5 separate regions of the Mus musculus genome follow, and regions 1, 2, 4 and 5 are each linked to region 3. Evidence: chromatin contacts called from public Hi-C and HiChIP or PLAC-seq data. All regions are on one chromosome and are shown on one strand. The core of a region is the stretch at or near the end of the contact, and the rest is flanking DNA. Distances in the headings are between cores, read along the strand shown.

The links. A called contact is a pair of places that touch in the nucleus more often than the background predicts. HiChIP or PLAC-seq counts read pairs in DNA pulled down with a chosen protein or histone mark.
Region 1: a contact with region 3 is called in a Hi-C map of CD8 T cells, with 2.7 times the contacts expected there. The contact joins the enhancer-like site here to the promoter of Eml4 in region 3. A contact is called at or near these places in 1 of 39 promoter capture datasets (hippocampal neurons), 1 of 484 Hi-C or Micro-C datasets (CD8 T cells) and 3 of 115 datasets of contacts at active chromatin or transcription factors (CD8 T cells, effector CD8 T cells and memory CD8 T cells).
Region 2: a contact with region 3 is called in a Hi-C map of CD4 T cells, with 3 times the contacts expected there. The contact joins the enhancer-like site here to the promoter of Eml4 in region 3. A contact is called at or near these places in 2 of 484 Hi-C or Micro-C datasets (CD4 T cells and double positive thymocytes) and 2 of 115 datasets of contacts at active chromatin or transcription factors (effector CD8 T cells and memory CD8 T cells).
Region 4: a contact with region 3 is called in an H3K4me3 HiChIP or PLAC-seq map of the 230-238 cell line, with 13 read pairs. The contact joins the promoter of Mta3 here to the promoter of Eml4 in region 3. A contact is called at or near these places in 3 of 39 promoter capture datasets (the 3T3-L1 cell line, hippocampal neurons and pre-B cells) and 9 of 115 datasets of contacts at active chromatin or transcription factors (the 230-238 cell line, astrocytes, bone marrow-derived macrophages and 6 more).
Region 5: a Hi-C map of adipose-derived mesenchymal stem cells shows a contact between it and region 3, with 3 times the contacts expected there. The contact joins the enhancer-like site here to the promoter of Eml4 in region 3. A contact is called at or near these places in 1 of 39 promoter capture datasets (embryonic stem cells), 8 of 484 Hi-C or Micro-C datasets (CD4 T cells, the G1E-ER4 cell line, adipose-derived mesenchymal stem cells and 2 more), 6 of 115 datasets of contacts at active chromatin or transcription factors (the HPC-7 cell line, the SCID.adh cell line, embryonic stem cells and 2 more) and 1 of 9 other capture datasets (adipose tissue).

What each region holds. Positions count from the first base shown.
Region 1 is chr17:83,770,470-83,774,178 of GRCm38.p6, reverse strand. All of the region lies in intron 8 of Mta3 (metastasis associated 3), which reads right to left. Gm46597 (predicted gene, 46597) reads left to right here. Exons shown (of 3, transcript NR_168497.1): 2 at 1,137-1,308; 3 at 2,236-2,540. Among named protein-coding and RNA genes, the nearest start is that of Gm46597, 5.7 kb to the left of the region's middle. Within about 2 kb of position 1,263, at least 89 of the 459 cell types and tissues checked have an H3K27ac peak or open chromatin away from gene starts, as enhancers often do. A contact at or near this core is called in CD8 T cells, effector CD8 T cells and hippocampal neurons, where this site is marked.
Region 2 is chr17:83,653,153-83,656,598 of GRCm38.p6, reverse strand. No RefSeq gene overlaps it. Among named protein-coding and RNA genes, the nearest start is that of Kcng3, 23 kb to the right of the region's middle. Within about 2 kb of position 1,823, at least 66 of the 459 cell types and tissues checked have an H3K27ac peak or open chromatin away from gene starts, as enhancers often do. A contact at or near this core is called in double positive thymocytes and memory CD8 T cells, where this site is marked.
Region 3 is chr17:83,349,218-83,352,568 of GRCm38.p6, reverse strand. It overlaps Eml4 (echinoderm microtubule associated protein like 4), which reads right to left and starts at 1,628. Exons shown (of 23, transcript NM_001379374.1): 1 at 1,330-1,628. The coding sequence starts at 1,354.
Region 4 is chr17:83,703,892-83,707,662 of GRCm38.p6, reverse strand. Mta3 (metastasis associated 3) reads right to left here and starts at 1,479. Exons shown (of 17, transcript NM_001379391.1): 1 at 1,378-1,479. The coding sequence starts at 1,405.
Region 5 is chr17:83,730,849-83,734,596 of GRCm38.p6, reverse strand. The region is part of intron 3 of Mta3 (metastasis associated 3); the gene reads right to left. Among named protein-coding and RNA genes, the nearest start is that of Mta3, 27 kb to the right of the region's middle. Within about 2 kb of position 2,191, at least 228 of the 459 cell types and tissues checked have an H3K27ac peak or open chromatin away from gene starts, as enhancers often do. A contact at or near this core is called in the G1E-ER4 cell line, the HPC-7 cell line, the SCID.adh cell line and 4 more, where this site is marked.

The DNA.
Region 1 (3,709 bases), core at 14-2,513, 420 kb before region 3:
TCTTGTGTTGATCATTTCAAACTTCATAAATGGGTGGGGCGTGGTGGCACACACCTTAGTTCCAGCACTTGGGAGGCAGAGGCAAGTATCTTTGAGTTCCAGCTAGCAGGGCTATATACAGTGAGACCTCGTCTCTCAATTAACTAATTAACTAGTTAGTTAGCTAGTTAGTTAAAAGTATATTTCCAGCTGAACATGGTGGTGCATATCTGCAATCCCAGCACTCAAGAGTGAGGCAGGAGGATTACAAATCTGAAATCAGGCAGCCAGTGAAATCCTACAACACAAGGGTGCGTACACACTGTGAGACCAACATGGCTCATATGGGCATAAATTGAATTTGCTGACAGTGTCAAAGGCAATAACTTGTACAGATCTGCTCAGTAACTGGTTGGACAAGGTTTGAACAAATTTAACTTTAAAACAAATCATTGCATTCCAAGAAACAAAGGCCCAGAAGAAAATGTCTGTTGTCAGTTTCCCTTGCCAGTCACTGTGTGGCCCTGTGCTCATCTGCTGCAGGTGGTGGGCCAGCACCCTCTGAGGGAAGCTCTACCTTCCCCACCAGGGCTGTAGCATGCTCGCCCTGCTCCTGCCTCCTGCTCACACCCTGTCAAGGTTCACAACCGATATATTTCTGATTCTCTAGTGAACCTCACTAAATAGACCCTGCAATTTCGCTGTTTCTTTTATCTCCAAATCTGAGAGCTTTCTCACATTATAAAATCAGAACGATCAATAGTATTTAGGGATCCTTTCAACTAAGGATAGGGCCATTAACTGTTACTTTGGAATGTCCTAACTCGACAACAGGCAATAAAACTAAAAGACTAGACAGTATTCACAAGCCAATCCCAGCACTTGAGATGTGGAGGTAGCAAGGAGGTCAATGTTATCCTTGAATATATTAGGCCCGTCTCAAAACAACAAAAACAACAAAGCCAGTAATTACAGGAGGGCTGGAGCGTAGCTCAGTGCCAGACTTGTTTGCCACCCGAGGTTTGATCAACACCTCCTCTAAAATTTCATGCAAATTAACCGTGATGCTGAAATTCCTCAAAAGATAAAGACAATTTTTATAATTAACTGGTGCTCCGGAACCAAGACGTCAATAGAACTCAGTGTGTTTGTCTCAGGTGACAGCTCATCAACTGCTTAACCAGAGGAAACCCACACTTAAGCCACAGCACAAGCCGGATGCAAAGATGTGCACTGCGGCCCAGCAACTCAGGAGGCGCAGCCTGCAGGACAGCTTCCCAGCCACCAGTCAGCTCCAGCCTGCACTGACACTGAGACTCATTTTCTCTAGTAAGCCAACCACAGCCTGGTGGAGGGGGTGGTGCAGTCAGTGGGAACTGAACCTCTAGGGGGCAATTTCATTATGTGAACCAGAGGGTCCCTCCTAGCCTCCGCTTTCTGACATGCAGAGGCGTTGCTTTCGAATGCACTTCTGTGTGATCTAACCATGCTCTTTAAAAGCTTTAAGTGAAAGAACATAGCTTCTAAAACAACAAAAAACAACATTCAGTAATAATAATAATAATAATAAAATTCAGTGCGATGCATCTGTCTGTGTTCCAGAATAGTGAATGGAAGACAAGCGAGCTCTGGGGACACTACACTTACCTACACCCACTGGTGGGTTTACAGTGATGCATGCACCCATGAAAGTCACTCCACACATGCTACTGCACATATAGCTCAACTTAAAATTACAGATGGATTTGAAAACTAAGCACAGGACAAGCTACGTCTCCCCTCAGAGGAAGACTCTGCAGAGGTCGCATCTTCTCCGTAGATACGTACATGCGTGCTGCAAGATCCACTCGAATCTAAATTCTGAAAATCATAACTGATCACAAGCTGTTCCCTCTGCCAAAAAGCAAAGGTGTTGTCACATGTCATCTCATTCATAACAGATGGAAATGACAAACACAAGTATTTTAGGAGGAAGACTGACAAGGAGATCTTGGCAAGGGGATTTCTCATCTTTTGTTCATTTTGATCATCGTGGTAAAAAACGATTGTTGTTCAAACATTTCACCCCTGCCCCGGACCTCACAGGAGGCCACCCTGCCCTACACAGACACTGGGTTTCAGCACACGATTTGCTTGCCCAGTAAAGATGTTACATGACATAAGCAATCTTTAGTATGAGTTTGTGCATTTAGCCTCTTTTCAAAAATTCTGGCGTATTTAAATTCTCTACTCTATTCCCCCCACATTCAAATCCAGTGATCTTCTGAGGTCTCCTGCATTCGTGCTAAAGTACTGGCTGAAGAGTCTCAGTTGGCAGAATCTTATCTGACATACACGAACTCCTGGGTCCAGACAGCAGCACCTCGCAACACCCGCTCAGCAATGCACACCCTAATCTCAGTGCTCACGATGGAGGCAACAGCATCAGAAATCAATACACAAGGAAGTTCAAGGCTGAACCACGACACTTAAAGCCTTCCTTTAAATAAATAAATAAATAAATATAAATAAATAAATAAATAAATAAATAAATAAATGGATGAATAAATGAATGAATAAAAGCAATGTCTGTTGCCACCAAGCCTGACCGCCTGAGTTAACTCTCCACAGTGTCATCTGGCAAACACACAGTCAGGCAGCTGCCAGAACAATGCCTGACTCGACTCCAGAGGACTCCAGACAGAGCTGGGGTGAGGAAGGGACACCTCAGGGACATCCCATGGGAGCAGGGAAGGGGGCGGCATTTTCAGAAGATATTCTGTGTTACAGGCATTAGCGCTGTTCCGATACCCGAGTCCATCTCTTATTGAGCCAGCACAGCCAACCTTCCTCAGTCCAGACCTGCCACCAGAAAGCCTGCCTGTCACTGATCCTCGGCGATGGGTCCTCCTGCAGCTTCTTAACTGCTTGGCGCCTTGGGTTCATCACCTGCAGACTTATCCTGGTGTTCAAGGCCACAACCAAAACTTCTTTCTTTGACTCTGCTCTCCAAGTTACTTAGTTTCCAGAGTCCAAGCAGCAGAGAGAAGCAGAGCACGTGTCTCCTCTGGGAGCGAGGCATGTCCCTGACGATGCTGACACTGCCCTGCAGGCCAAGGGGTGGCCTTGTGACCAACATCACAAATAGGGGTGGAGTGGAGGGCACTCTACCAATGCCAGTGACAATAGGGTAGCAATGTTTCAGTCCAGGACAGATTGCATACATCACACATACAATACTGGCACCAGGGTTGCACTACCTGGTGACTTCACGGCCATCTTCCTTTGTGTGAGACCTTCATGATGTTCCCACCGCAAGAGAAGGCAGGGCTTGACTACAGTGCTTACCAGCCAAGCGAGGGGGAAGGGTGTCAGCTGGGTGTAAGCATTTCTCGTTGATGCTTTCCCCTCTGTGTGCTACACAAAATACGTTCTATTTTATGAAGTGAGCAACATGTATGAACGAACCCTCCATGAGCACAGTATAGTTTGTTGTTTGCACTTTGAACTCTTGATCTGCATGCTCCTACCTCCCAAGAGCTAGGATTGCGGGGTGCACTACCAACCAGGGTCCTCAGTATCTTAACAATATCAATCTTACGGATCTTAGATCAGCAACACCTGAAATCTGCAGCTCTGCTGCATTCATAACTGACCTCAAAATGAGGAAGTCAGAACCGGGCATAAACAGCTACTTGCCCCCAAGTACTGGTGATTGACAAGAGGTACAGGTGTCCTAGATGAGCAAACG
Region 2 (3,446 bases), core at 574-3,073, 300 kb before region 3:
TGCCATCACGCCCGGCCAGTATATCTTTATTTGTGTGTTTCTGTGTAAGTATATTCAAATGTGTGTGAATGCACACGACCTCGTGAAAAGACACTGATTCCCCGAAGCCTGGAGTTATAGGAGTTTGCTGGATGCCTGGCTCATTACTTGGGTGCCAGAATCTTAACTCTGGTCTTCATGACTTGGCAGCAAGTATCACCCATAGCTTCATAGTAAAGCCATCCTGGGCTAAAGACCATATCTCAAAAAACATTAATAACAGGCAGATATATTTTCTAACTATGCCCTTTTTACCCCTGTATCTACAAACCCAAAGCCCATGATGGCTGTAATACATATTATTAATATTTTATTTTTTAAAGATTCATTTATTTATTATATACAGTGTTCTGCATATATAGCTCTATGTCAGAAGAGGCGCCAGATCTCATTATAGATGATTGTGAGCTACCATGTGGTTGCTAGGATTTGAACTCAGGACCTCTGGAAGAGCAGTCAGTGCTCCTAATCACTGAGCCATCTCTGCAGCCCCAGTCCCTGGTGTTTTAACAAAGCCTGTGATTCTCAGAGGACTGATCAGAGCTATTCCCTGACAATGTAAAATTTCCAGTGGAGGTAGGTCAAGGCTCAGCAACAATCTGATCTGTCGCAGGAGCCGAGCAGAAGCCATTCCCTGGCAGGAAGGAACAGACATGCAGCCAGCAGGAGGCTGTAGAATGTCTGGTTCTATCTTAGCGTGGTGAAACATGACTTTGTGAGTTCAAGGTCAGTCTGGTCTACAGAGTGAGTTCTAGGACAGCCAGGGCTACACAGAGATATTAGAGAAAAAAAAAGCAGGAAGGAAGGAAGGAGGGAAAAGAAAAAAAGGAAGGAAGAAAGAGGAAAAGGAAGGAAGGAAGGGAGGGAGGGAGGAAGGAAGGAAGGAAGGAAGGAAGGAAAGAAGGAAGGGAGGGAGGGAGGGAGGGAGGGAAGGGAAAGTCTGTTTCTAGCACCACACTTGGTGGCCATTGCCAGCAATCAAGAGGCTAAATCAGAATAGTCAGGTATGCTGGAGAACTCCTGTAACCCAGCACTTAGACAAGAGGACCAGGAGCCCAAGATTATCCTTGGCCATATAGTGAGACCAGTCTGGCCTTTAGGAGGCCCTATTTCAACTTCACCTCCCCATAGCCCCCCCTCCCCCCAACTTTATCTCCTCCCCAAATCCCTGTTTCTCAAGACTGGAGAGGTGAGCAGGGACACTTCTTAGCATATGAGACCCTGGGTTTAATTCCCTGTGTTGAAAAAAAGAAAGCAAGCACAATGAAGCCGTGAGGTGTGTTGTTCTGAATTGGCCTGGCAATCCATTCATAAACAACTATGCCCAGAACAAACATCAGGGTGTTTCCATGTGGCACTCAGGGTCTGGGGCTAGGCCGGGCTTGATTTATTCTTTATTTTTGTGGTGCTAGGGAATTCAATCCAGGCCCTGTAGCTCTCTATGCTGAGTTTCAGAGCCATCTCTCTCGCTCCCTTTTTATGCCAGACAGGTTGTCACCATGACATCTGGATTGTTCTAGAACTCGCTCGGTAGTGCCGGCTGACCTCAAAACCACCGTGATTCTCCTGTGTCAGCCTCAAGGTCCTGCCGAGGTCACTGGTGTGAATACACCCAGCCGGTTCCAGATCTTTATCAAGGACTTTTACAAGGTTGATTTTCTTCTTTAGGTTGCTGGTATTTGCTGCCCCACCCCCACCCCCAAACAGGAAGTCGTCTAGCTCGGAGCACATCTCTTTTATTCTCACACAACACACAACCACCGGATGTCCCTCCACTAAGGAAATACTTCGTCACTCCTTGAGAGTGTCATGACCTTGTTTCCCACAAGGCATTGCGAGATTGCCAGAGCGCTTACATGGACCTTTCCTGTGGTGCTCAGACACTTTCCATCCTGGGATCTCCACCTATCCAAGTGGTGCCGTGTATCTGAGATCCTGGGTCCACCCCAACAGGCCTGTGAGATGCACCTCTCCAAGGGGGGAGACCCGCATGCTCTTCCAGATGGAGCTCAGGTTTAGGATAAGCTCAGAATCAGCGGCAAACAGTAACCCAGCTGCCTCCCAAACTGACATCTGAACACGAGAAGGTAACCAGGCAAGGCAGTTTACTTTAGCAAAAAGGCGCGCGACACCCCAAACATCCAATCAAGAACAGTAGCGAGGAAGCTCATTCAATTTTAGTTCTAAAGCGCTAAAGTCTGTCTCTATGTCTGTCTGCATGTGAGTACAGGTGAGTGTGTGGAGGCCAAAGGTCAATGTAAGTCACTTTACTCTACCTAACTCTTTATTGCATTTTCCCCCCCCTGGGACAGGGTTTCTCTGTGTAGCCCTGGCTGTCCTAGAACTCACTCTGTAGACCAGGCGGGCCTTGAACTTAGAAATCCACCTACCTCTGCCTCCCGAGGGCTGGGATTAAAGGCGTGCACCACCACGCTCTGCTCTTTATGGCATTTGTAAAAAAATAAATAAGTACACTGTAGCTGTCTTCAGACGCACCAGAAGAGGGCATCAGATCTCATTATGGGTGGTTGTGAGCCACCATGTGGTTGCTGGGATTCGAACTCAGGACCTTCAGAAGAGCGGTCAGTGCTCTTACTCGTTGTGCCCCTCTTTATTGCATTTTTAATTTATACTTTTAAAACATTCATTTTGTTTATCTTGTGCATGCAGCTTGTCCTGATTACTGTTATGGCTGTGAGAAGTCACCATGGCAACCACACTTTTTTTTTTTTTTTTTGAGATCCTGTGTCTCACTACATAGCTCACTATGTAATTCATTCACTCCTGAACTCACTATGTAGACCAGGCTAGCCTCAGAGCAATAAAGATCCACTTGCTTCTGCCTCCCAAGTACTGGAACTAAAGCTGTGTGCCACTGTGCCCAGCATTAAGGACAGAGTCTCTGTAACTGGCAGGTCTGGAACTCACCATACAGATCAGGCTGGTCTCAATTTGAATAGATCTACCTGCTTTTGCCTTGAATTTTTCATGATGTGTGTGTGCGTGCGTGCCACGTTTGCTGCCTGCGTGAAGGGGCCCACAGAGGCCAGAGAATGGCGTTGGATCCCTTGAAGCTGGAGTTACGCACAGCTGTGAGCTACCAGACATGGAAAATGTATAATACCCCAGTAATAAGTTTTACATTGATAATTTCCATCTCATTATTATAACTTTATATATTGATTAGATTAAATTGAAATGGTAGTATTTAATATATTTAATATTTAATATATGCTGGGGGAAAATCTGGGTGAAGGAGCGGAGGGAGAAATTCTCAGTGGAGCATATGCTAAGTCTGCAAAAAGTCTTGGGTTCAAACTCTACCACCGAAACCCAAAAACCCCAAACAAAGCACAACTCATCTCCCCAGTTTATTTTTGCTGTCTTCACGGTGGCTACTGAGAATG
Region 3 (3,351 bases), core at 379-2,878:
TGCATTGCTCCTATTTTAGGATTTCCATTCTCAAAGCTGTATAACAACAATGATTTTTTTTTCCCCTCAAGAAAGTCAAGACCAAAATTGTGCCTTTACTATTTAACAACTGTAAGAGCCTGATGCTCTTCTGTTTACTTTTTAACTTTACTTTAAAAAAAAAATCCATCTAATCCCAATCTTGTGTGGGCAGATTAAAATATGGCTTAGTGCCAGATGGTTTGCTGATCAGTGAACATTAACTAACTAGAGATTTATTATCACGAAATGGAAAAAGAAAAGCATCCGACTATACACGCTACTACCACATAAACTAGTCAAATATACAAATCAAACCCAGTCGCTGGTATCACATAACCGCAGTATCAGCAAAAACAGAATCGTTTCTCTCACCGTAACACTGAAATCTCTACAGTAACTGGATTCCAGTGGCCTCAAAGAATAGCCATTCCAGACACAGGTACTGGTTACCCTGGAGTTCTGTTCCTCAAGTCAGTCACAACATTTAGCACCTGTACTCTGGTTAAATGGAACACTGAGAAAACACTTCAGCCAACAGGATACCCTATCCCTTTCTCTCCATTCCACAAAGACAGCATATTCCAAAAATGGAGAATCCTTTCTTTTCCGATTGAGGCCCCCTCTTATGGGTTCATTGGGCAGGATTACTTCTCTCCAGCACGCATGGAGAGCATACTTCTGCTTTCACTCTTAAAGAGGGTCCCCCAACACAGATGCGCCTCTTCCTTCCCTGTATTGAGTAGATGATAATGCTCTCCACCACTGCAAAACGTTCAGGGAAGTGGAGGGAAGCTGTCAGTTACTGAGGGCTACTTAATAAATCTTCAAATATAAAGACTGAAAGGGGTGACTCCAATCCAGAAGTGGGACTGGGGATTCCTACTCCCTCCGGAAAGGCTGCCCCAATCTTGCCTATCATTCCGTTTAAGTGGAGAGATGTACTCTGAGGGAGAGTCTGTATTTGATGAAGGGGTGCCCTGACTTTAACGGGGTGGGGGGGTCAGAAGAAGGTGCTAAGTGTACCGGGAGGGACGTAGCAGCGGCTGGAGGGTCGTTGAGGGGAAGGAGGGCCCCCGCACTGAAGGGGGCTCTGGGAAGAAGGGAGGGTCTGGAGGCGAGGGCTGCATGGGGGGAGGGGCCGCCCGTCCCGGAGGCGGCGGCGGGGCTGCAGCCTCGCGGGGACCATGTGCCGGGAGCGGCGGCCACCCGCAGGGGCAGCCCGGGGAGCAGGGCCCGCGGCGCGCGCGCGCGCAGGAAGCCGGGGTCCCGGGTTACGTACGAGGGGCGCGAGCCCGCGGCCGGACTCACCGAGGCTGCCGGCGAAACCGTCCATCTTGCGGGGACCGCGCCGGGCTCGGGGCTCAGCGGGGCGGGCGCTTCATTCAGCGCCCCGACCGTGCGGCGGCCGCGGGACCTGACCCGCCGGTTCTCAGCGTCGCCCGGCGCGGCTTCCGACTCCCGCCGCCGCCGTCCGCCGGTCAGCCCGTCAGCCCCGAGGGTCAGTCGGTCAATCAGGTTGAGAGCCGCGCCGCCCGCCGCCTGCCCGGCCTCTCTCCCTCTCTCTCTCTCTCTCCTAAGCCGCAGCCGTGAGCGCCGCGCCGCGCCGCGCCGCGCCCCGCCCCCGCGCCCGCGCGCAGCCACGGCTCCGCCCCCGCGCACGCCGTCACGCTTCCGATCCCGCCCCACGTGACGGAACGGGGCGGGGCTTCCCGCGACACGCCCCTCCCTCTCTGCCCTGCCTCCGCAGCCGCAGAGAACTCTTGAGAGTTAGGAGGCTATTGGCTGCTCTTGTGTTCCTGGCCCGGTTTCGCCACCAGGATTCTCCAGCCCGAAACTGGGTCTGAGTGGACGGGGCTCGTGGGTGTCCTGCTGCTAGAAAGCTGACCTGCACTGTGGGATTCTTTCCCTCTGGGAAGCCCGCGGAGCACAGTTCTAGAGTTCTTTTGAAGGGAGGTAACGAGGAGGCTAACGAGTGAGAGGAAAGATTCCCCTTCTTGGGGTTCCCCTCTCCTCTAGTCAGTGAGAATTCTAGGTAGAGACAAGACTTTTTGACCAGCCTGAGGCCATGTCTGCCACAACCGCAGGTTCTAGGACAGAGCACAAGCAAACAATGTTAATGCTGGATGAAAAGAGTTCGTCTTACCCAAGTCTTATGAGGAAAGTGCACGTAAAAGACTGGCTTGGCTTACTCTCCTTTTGTTCTTCCCATCAGGGCACAAAGCCACCGGATAGCCTATCAGGAAACTATAGCACAGACTATTAGTTTTTAAATAAACCTTAGTTCTAGGCTCAAATCTATGAAGTCACCTAACTAAATTTAGGCCTTGCTTTAATTTATTTGCAAATTCAAGTGCTAGACTGTACCTGAGGCTGACCTCTGGCACACGCATGCACAAGCACAACCAAAACTCATCCCATCTTCTTCAACCCTCTAATCTTTTATTATTATTATTTTATTTTTTAAAGATTTTTTTTAAATTTATATGGGTACACTGTCACCCGGTTACAGATGGTTGTGAGTCACCATGTGGTTGCGGGGAATTGAACTCAGGACCTCTGGAAGAGCAGTCAGGGCTCTTAACCGCTGAGCTATATCTCTCCAGCTCTCAACCCTCTGATTTTATCCTCTTTCCTTACAAAGACATTTGAATAGTTTAGGTCCCTTCTAGGTCGATGTGCAGATTAGAGTAACAAAAAACTGTAAGGTGTCTCAGAGACTAAATTAGATATACCTTTTAAAGTAGCTGGGTTAGGAAAAAAATAAGAATGTCTGTTAATAGAGTTGTAGGTTACAAGGAACAAATTGAAGTAAGGAGAGAAGAAATGGGGAACAACAACTGCCATGAAAAGAATTGACAGAATTAAATGGTTGAAAGGATTGTTAAACATCCTTGAAGGATACCTCTCCCCTTTGATGCCTTTTTAAACTTCTTTCCTAAGGGCCTGGGAGTGTACCTCGGTGACCAATTGTGCTTAGTAAATAGGAGGCACTGGGTTTGATCCCCAGCTCTGGAAACAGCCAACAAACAAAATCTAACTTAAAAACTTAAGGAAACATCACAGCAAACCTAGGAGGTCAGTGTTGTAAACAGGACACAGCAAGGCTGAGAGATGACAGTCAGTAATGTGCTTCCCACAGAAGCAGGGAAAGTGTACTGATGTACACTTACAATCCCAGATCTGGGAAGGCAGAGACAAACTGAACGCCAGGGCATCCTGGCCAGCCAGCCTCCACAGAGAGGTCCTATCTCATAAACAGCTCATGAGGAACTGTACCTGAGGCTGACCTCTGGCACACGCATGCACAAGCACAACAAATGAAAACCTGAC
Region 4 (3,771 bases), core at 230-2,729, 360 kb before region 3:
ATCCCAGCACCTATGGAGCAGAGGCAAGCAGATCTCTGTGAGGCCAGCCTGGTCTAGGACTGAATCCTAGGGCATCTAGGCCTAAGTAGACACCTTGCCTCAAACAACCAAACAACCCCACCACAACATGATAGGCAAACCCCTTCATCACTATGTATCAGAGCTCATCAACGCAGCCTCCCACTAGCGCCTCATCCCTCCAATCCAACCAGCCCTCAACAACGATTCTTACATAAAAGTGTTGACCTGAGACAAATCAGGAGAAAAAGAAAGGCTTAACAGCCCAAATTCATTTCAAACATCAACTTAAAAAAAAAAATCGGCAGGCAGAATGTGTAAGGGCAAGCAGGTATCAAACTTTTCCTTGCTCTACCTGGGATGGTGAGGAATAGGGGCTGGGTGTTGGGTTGTTTTTTTTCCCCCCTTTTTTTATATTTGATTCAACTCCATTTAGACCCTTCTTATAAAGAAACCATGGCAAGTTTTCAACCAAAGGTACAGGATTTTTCCTCTACAGAGTGGCTGGAAACTTCCCACTATGTGTTTACCTGAGAGACTAGACTGCACAGTCACGGTCTACCTAGGCGGCTCTCTCCCAGCCCTCTGCTGCTAAGTGGCCTCATTTAGCCAGGCCATTCCCCCACCATCATCCATCAGGAGCTCGGCTAATGAGCAAAGACGGAAGAGCAAGTCTCACTCACAAACACGCCACTTATCTGAATTATTATTTTACCAGGAAGGAGGGAGGGAGGGCGTCGTGAGCAGGGAAAGTTTGTTTGACCTTATTTCTCTCTCTTCTGCAGAAGGCTGGAAAGACAGACAGCAGAGCCAACGTCCAGGCTGAGCTCTACTCCCTACCTGGGGCTGCGGCTCCCTGGCCCCACACACAGCCCCACTCTCAGGGGGACTGAACGGGAAACCGAAGGGAATGGGGGGTGAAGCAGCGACGGTGCAGGGCCCGGGCTCTGCAAACAGGCCTGTCGAGCTCTGCCCCCCACCTGGGCCACCATCGTCCCCAGCCCACGCTAACACCGAGGCAGAAGCCGGGGTTTGGGGTGAGGGGTGCTCAAGCCCCCCTCCCTCGTGCCCAAAAGCCACGCGAGGGAAAGACCACTCAGCTAGGGGGCTTGCAGGGGCTCTGTCCCTTTGGGGCGTTCGTAAAGGGGGTGTCCGATGCGTGTCCCCAGAAGAGGCCTGGCCCCGAGACGCCGGGCAGGAGCGGTGGGGGAGGGGAGTGGGGGTGGGGATCCCCCTGCGCCCCGCCCGCGGCGCCCTCAGCCCCGGGCTCCCGGGCTGCTGGCAGTAAGCGTGCGCTGCCCGGACCCCCGCTCCCACCGCCCGCTCCCCGACGGGCCGGGAAGGGCCGAGCCTTCCTACCTCCGACCCGGTACATGTTGGCCGCCATGTCCGCCCGCCCGCCCGCGGAGCCCGAGCCGAGCCCCGCCCGCCGCCGCCGCCTCAGCCTCGACCGCCGCCGCTGCCGCCGCCGCCGCCGCCTCGCCACGGGGGAGGGGGAGGGACGGGGAGGGGACACCGAGGGAGGGGGCTGTGCCCGCCCCCAGCGCCGGCAGAGCGACGCCGAGCGGGCCCGGGAGGCCGGAGCACGGCGGGAACGGGGCGGCGGGCTGCGGGGGGCCGAAGACCCCAGGGGCCACCCGCACTAGCCTCGGGGTAGCACACCAGGGTCAGGGGCTGTGGAAGAACCAGGGTGGGGACAGAGGTTCAGCCACTCCGAGCGTCTCTCTCGCCCGCGTCACCTGTCCACCTTGGGACAGGTTCTCCTTTCCTGCTTCTGTTCCCCAGGGACACCCCTCTATGTGTGACCTCAAGCACACGAACGCCCTTCTGGGTACAACTCTCCGATGCAGCCAATGCAAGCGACAGATGCTTGTTTGCGTCCCTCCCTCGTGGTGAGAGGACGTTTGGTGGCTTTAGAGCCTACAGGCCCTGGGGCCAAGAAGACCCTACGTACTTGCAGCTTGCTCAAGTCTGAGACCCAGCTATGAAAAGAACTGGAAGCTGACTTTCTCACCCCGACCACACTGGCAGGTCAGTCGTGGCTGTGCCAAAACTGGGCTGAACAAAACCGACCCCCCCCCCCACACACACACACACACACACACATCCTCTAGCCCTGCCTCTAAACAGGCTTTGTGTACAGCGTGTGCTTTGACCAGGGGAGGCCTTCAGCACAAGAGGGCTTCCTTTGCCGGTAGAAGAACAGGGTTTCCACAATCCGCAGTTTTCCCCCCATCAAAAGGAGGAGGTCGTGTCTAACAGCTTGGGGTTGCTGGTCAGCTAACTAGTTTTATGTCAAAAAGCACGTCCTCGCCCCAATCCCCGTTTTTGGTTTTTTGGTTTTTTTTTTTTTTTGCATTAATGGGGATTGAAGCCAGGTCTTTGCACAGGCTAGTCATTTAACTATAGAACTAACTTTTCATGTTTGTTGGTTTGTTTTTAAATTCTTAATACACTTATTTACTTATCTATCCATCCATGCATCTATTTATCTATCTATCATGTGAGGGCATGAATGCTATGAGATATATATGTATAGGTCTATCATAGGAGTAGAGATTGAACTCAGATAGTCAGGCCTGGCTATACTGAGCTACCTCACCAACATTACTTGTTTTAATACGGGTCTCAGTTCAGGCTGGCTCTTGTAGCCTCCTGCCTCAGCCTCCTGAGTGCTGGGTTATATTACAGGTGTAGGATCACTTGTCCCATCAGAAAGCTCTTAAGTGGCTAGTTTTCCCATGCTGAGTAGCTATAGATCCCTTTTCACGTTCCTCACACCCTCTATGAGGTTTTGAATATAGATGGTCCTCATAGTACTAAACACCTGTAACCCTAGTATTCCATAGGCAAAGGCTGGAGGCGCTCCAGTTTGTGGCCAGCTTGGGATACAGAGCGAGATCTTCCTGACTGACTCTCCCCAATGAACACATAACTTCTTTTAGGAAAGCCAAGGCATTCCAAACTACACCCAGGCCTTGTTGCACAATAAACATTGGCCTAGTATTGTGGGTTGGAGTGCCTGGTGATGCTGATTTAAAGGGCTGTGCCAAAGTAGGAGTTGTCCCGGGAAAAGAAGACTGCATTTTGGTTGAAGCTCCTCTAGCATCCAATATTGAGAATAGCAGGTGTCTGTCGATTCTTTTGTACTCTGGAAAGCCTCAGATTCGCTGGTAGCTTGCAAACTGTGAGTCCTCAGCCCTTCTGGCCCAGGGAAGAAAACAAAAGAGCTCTGGTATGCTGACAGTATAGCTGTTATTTATCATTTATCATAACTCTTTTACTGGGGATCCTACCGAAAATATAATGTGACTTATCTGAAACCACTCTCCATTTCTAAACTGACACACATCAGCTGATAGTTCACCTGGAATAGTATTCCGGCATCAGAACTAATCCCTCTGGCCCAAACAGCATGAACCGCAAAGTCTGTCTTCTACTAAGAATGCCGCCTGAAAATTCAAAGAAATGGATCATAAGTTTTAGAAGGCTTTCTCATTATTTTTAAGTAATAAATATGAACAAGAGTAGGGCTGGAGGTGCATAGGAGATGGCTCAGCAGGTAAACATGCTTGCTGACAAGTTCGACCCCTGGAACAAATACATTGGAAAGAGAAAATTAATTCCCAAAAGTTGTCCACAGAGCCCCACATGTACATCATGGACTTCATACATGCACAGATAAACATGCCCATCATAAACTTCATACATGCACACATACACACATGCCCATCATAGACTTCACACATGCAC
Region 5 (3,748 bases), core at 942-3,441, 380 kb before region 3:
AAAATTATGCTCCCTGCCTAATTGGAATTTGATAAATTGTTGCTATAAAAGACATGGCTAACTGAATTCTAATGGTGCCTTACAGAGCAAAAGGCGTCATTACATATCAGAATAACAACAGCAAACCTCACTTTTGGGGGTGGGGGAAACGGGGTTGGTTCTGTTGTTTTAGCTTTAAAATTTGTAGCCCTGGCTGGCCTGGAACTCTCTATGTAGACCGGGCTGGCCTTGACTCACTGAGATCTGCCTACCTCTCCCTCAAAAGTGTTAGGACCAAAACTGTGTGCCACTACTCCCAGCTTTTTTTTTTTTTTTTTTTCTTTTTAAATTGTGTATATGAAGGCCTAGAAAAACGGTTCAGTGGTCAAAAGCCCTGGCTGCTCTTCAAGAAGACCCGGGTTTGATTCTCAGCACCCACATAGTGATTCATAGCCATCTGTAATATCATTTCCAGGAGGTCCAATTCCCTCTTCTGGTGTCCACAGGCATGCACAGACACCCACATATATAAAAATAATTTTAATAAAAAAATAAATTATGAGTGCGTGTGTGTATGTGTGTGTGCTTGTGTGTGCATCACATACATACAAAACTTAGTTTTTAGAAAAGAATCCTTAAAATGTTGGGGCTTTTCCCTCCCCACCCCAACTCTTCTTCCTTCTTTTCTCTTCTATCTCCTCCTTTTCCTCTTCTTCCTCCTCCTCTTCTGAGACAGGGTCTCATGTACCCCAGGCTAGCTCTGAGCTATCTACCTAGCTGAGGATGGACTAACATTTCTGATCCTCCTGCCCTGTCTTCTGAATGCTGGACTTGCAGGCTCCAGCAGCCACCCTCTTTCCATGGTGCTAAGGTTCACCAGCAGGGCTCTATGCGTGCTGGGGGTGCATACCTGCTGGGGATACACACTGAGCCGCCTCCCCAGACCCTGGAATATTTTCTAGGCCAAATTTGAATGCATTTTTCTGAGAGAACACCTGCCCAGCAGTTCTCTTGCTCTGTAACCTAAAGACTTACTCACACTTTTAAGCCCCATTGAAGACCTCAAGCTTTTATTAATGGACATTATGCCTATCAAGATTTACTGTAAAAAAGAGCAGAATTTCTTTAAAGACTTATTTCTTTTTCTTTCTTCTTTCCATTAACTTATTTATTCATTTTACATCCCTATCACGGTTCCACCGGTCCTGCCAGTGCCCCCTCAAATGGCCCCTCCCTCTTCACCGCTGAGAAGGGGGAGGTCCCTCCCAGGAACCAACCCACCCGGGCAATCTCAAGTCACTGCAGGACTAGGCACATCCACACCCACTGAGGTCAGACAAGACAGCCCAGTTAGGGGAGCAGGATCTACAGGCAGGCAACAGAGTCAGGGGTCCAGTTGCTCCAATTGTTGGGGGACCCACATGAAGACCAAGTTGCACTTCTGCTACATCTGTGTGGGGGGCATAGGTCCAGCCCATGAATGCTCTTCTGTTGGTGGCTCAGTTTCTGGGGGCCTCCAAGGGTCCTAAAGACTTAATAATTATGTATCCAGGAGAATGTGCTCTCAATGCAGGTGCCCACGAGTACAGTGCCTACAACGGCCAGGAGAGGGCGCTGGATCCCTGCGGCTTGAGTTACAGGTCTCTGTGTCCCAATGTGGAAACTGAACTCAGGTCCCCTGCAAGAGCAGTGAACTAAATGCCGAAGTTACTTCTTTAAACTTAAAACAAAAAAAGGAATATGTAGGGTGGGGATGTGCACCTGAGTGCAGGTATCCCTGAAAATGAGCCAGGTCCCCCAGAGGAGAATTACAGATGCTAACAAGCTGCCAAATCCGGTCCTTAATAACAGCAGTGTGTGTTCTTAACCTCGGAGCCTACATTCCAGAATTCATTCAATCCAGAATTTATTTTTGTTTTTTGTTTTTGTTTTTGTTTTTTAATTTCTTGTTTTGTTTTATTTTTGTTTTTGGAGACAGGGTCTCTGTGTAACCCTGGCTGTCCTGGAACTCACTCTGCAATCTAGGCTACCTCGAATACAGAGATCTGCTTGCTTCTGCCTTACAAGTGCTGGGATAAAAGGCATGTGCCACTACATAGAGCCGAAAAATTTTAAGCAAACTACAAGCACACATTCTATCAGCAGGGAAACTGTCACCCTCAAGTGCCATCCGGTCTCTGCAGAACTCCCGGCCTGATGAGCAGCTGGTGCCGGCAAGGTTAGTGTGGTTTTGAACGTTACTCTGACCTCACAGAAGGGAGTGGAAATGAGCAGTCCACGCACAGGAAGTCAGCGGGAAGAGAAGGCCGTCTGAAATGGTCCTTTCACACAGTGAGCTGCCATGACTCATCAGTTCTACAGCGAGTCAGGATCCCATCAGAAATAAGCTACTTCTGCTTTACATTTATTCAAAGAACACTGCATCTGGCAAAGGCTGCCCAGTCTTATAATAAATCAAAATCCATCTGGGATTCTGTAGCCTTAGCGTGCCACCATGCAACTTTCCGCTCGCTGTAAACTGTGAAACTTCAGAAGCGAAAATAAAAGAGCCACAAGTGTCTTAGCTAGGGGTTCGATTGCTGGGACAGAACACCACGGCCAAAGCAACTCGGGAAGGAAAGGGTACCCCAGCTTACTAGGCTCGGTCACACCCACCACTAAAAGAAGTCAGGACAGGAATGCAGAGGGACCTGGAGCAGGAGCTGATGCAGAGGCCATGGAGGGTGCTGCTTACTGCCTTGCTTTCAGGATTTGCTCAGCCTGATTTCTTATAGAACCCAGGACCTCCTGCCTACAGAGGGCTGGGACCTCCCACATCAATTATTAATCAAGAAAATGCCACAAAGGCCAATCATTTTCCCAATTGTGGTTCCCTCGTCTCAGGTAACTCTAGGTGTCAAGATGACAACAGACAACCAGCACAAGAAGTAGCCTTCCTCTCCAGCTCACTCCCAGCCCCGTCCTCCCAGAGCATCCTCCTCCTGAACTCACTCCCAGCATGGTCCTAGGGCTTCCTCCTCTCAGCTAACCACCAGCACTGCTCTCGCAAAACATTACCGTCCTGAATTTACCAGCACTGTCTTCCCTAAGCACAGTCGAGCATTTCTTCCCATAATAAACTACGTAAAAAGGATCCACATGCCTGTAATCCCACCACTCTAGAGACCTAGGCAGGAAAGACTTACGTGAGTTCAAAAACAGCCATAGTGAATTCCAGAGTAGTCAGGACTACAATTTCCAGTACCCAAATTTAGACCCAAATCCACAAAGTTGTCCTGACCACCACGTAAGCAACATGGTACACACATACAAATAAATAGATATTAAAATTTTAAAATAGGGTCGGGGGTACTGAAGTGGGGGAGTAAGAAGGGTGATACAGAAGGAGAGAGGAGGGGACATAAACACTAAGGACATTTGAAAGATATTCTTTTGTAAGCTTACTTAATAATACCTACATCATGTGTATGTGTCCCTATCCGTGTGTGTGTGTGTGTGTGTGTGTGTGTGTCCATGTATTTATGTTGCATATACATCTATACTTTTATTGTTACAGGGTGATAATATTCTCCCAGGAGCCATAGACTAATAAAAATCCCAGTGACAGACATGGGACACCTCACGGAAGTAGTTAGTCAAGGAATCTAAGAGAACAATACAATACACACAGATAATTGCTATTGCCCTTGGTTGCTTCCCAGATCTTGGAAGTAATACCCTACGCTGAAAACACCACACACTTTGGTGATAGGACTTGGGAGAAATCAAG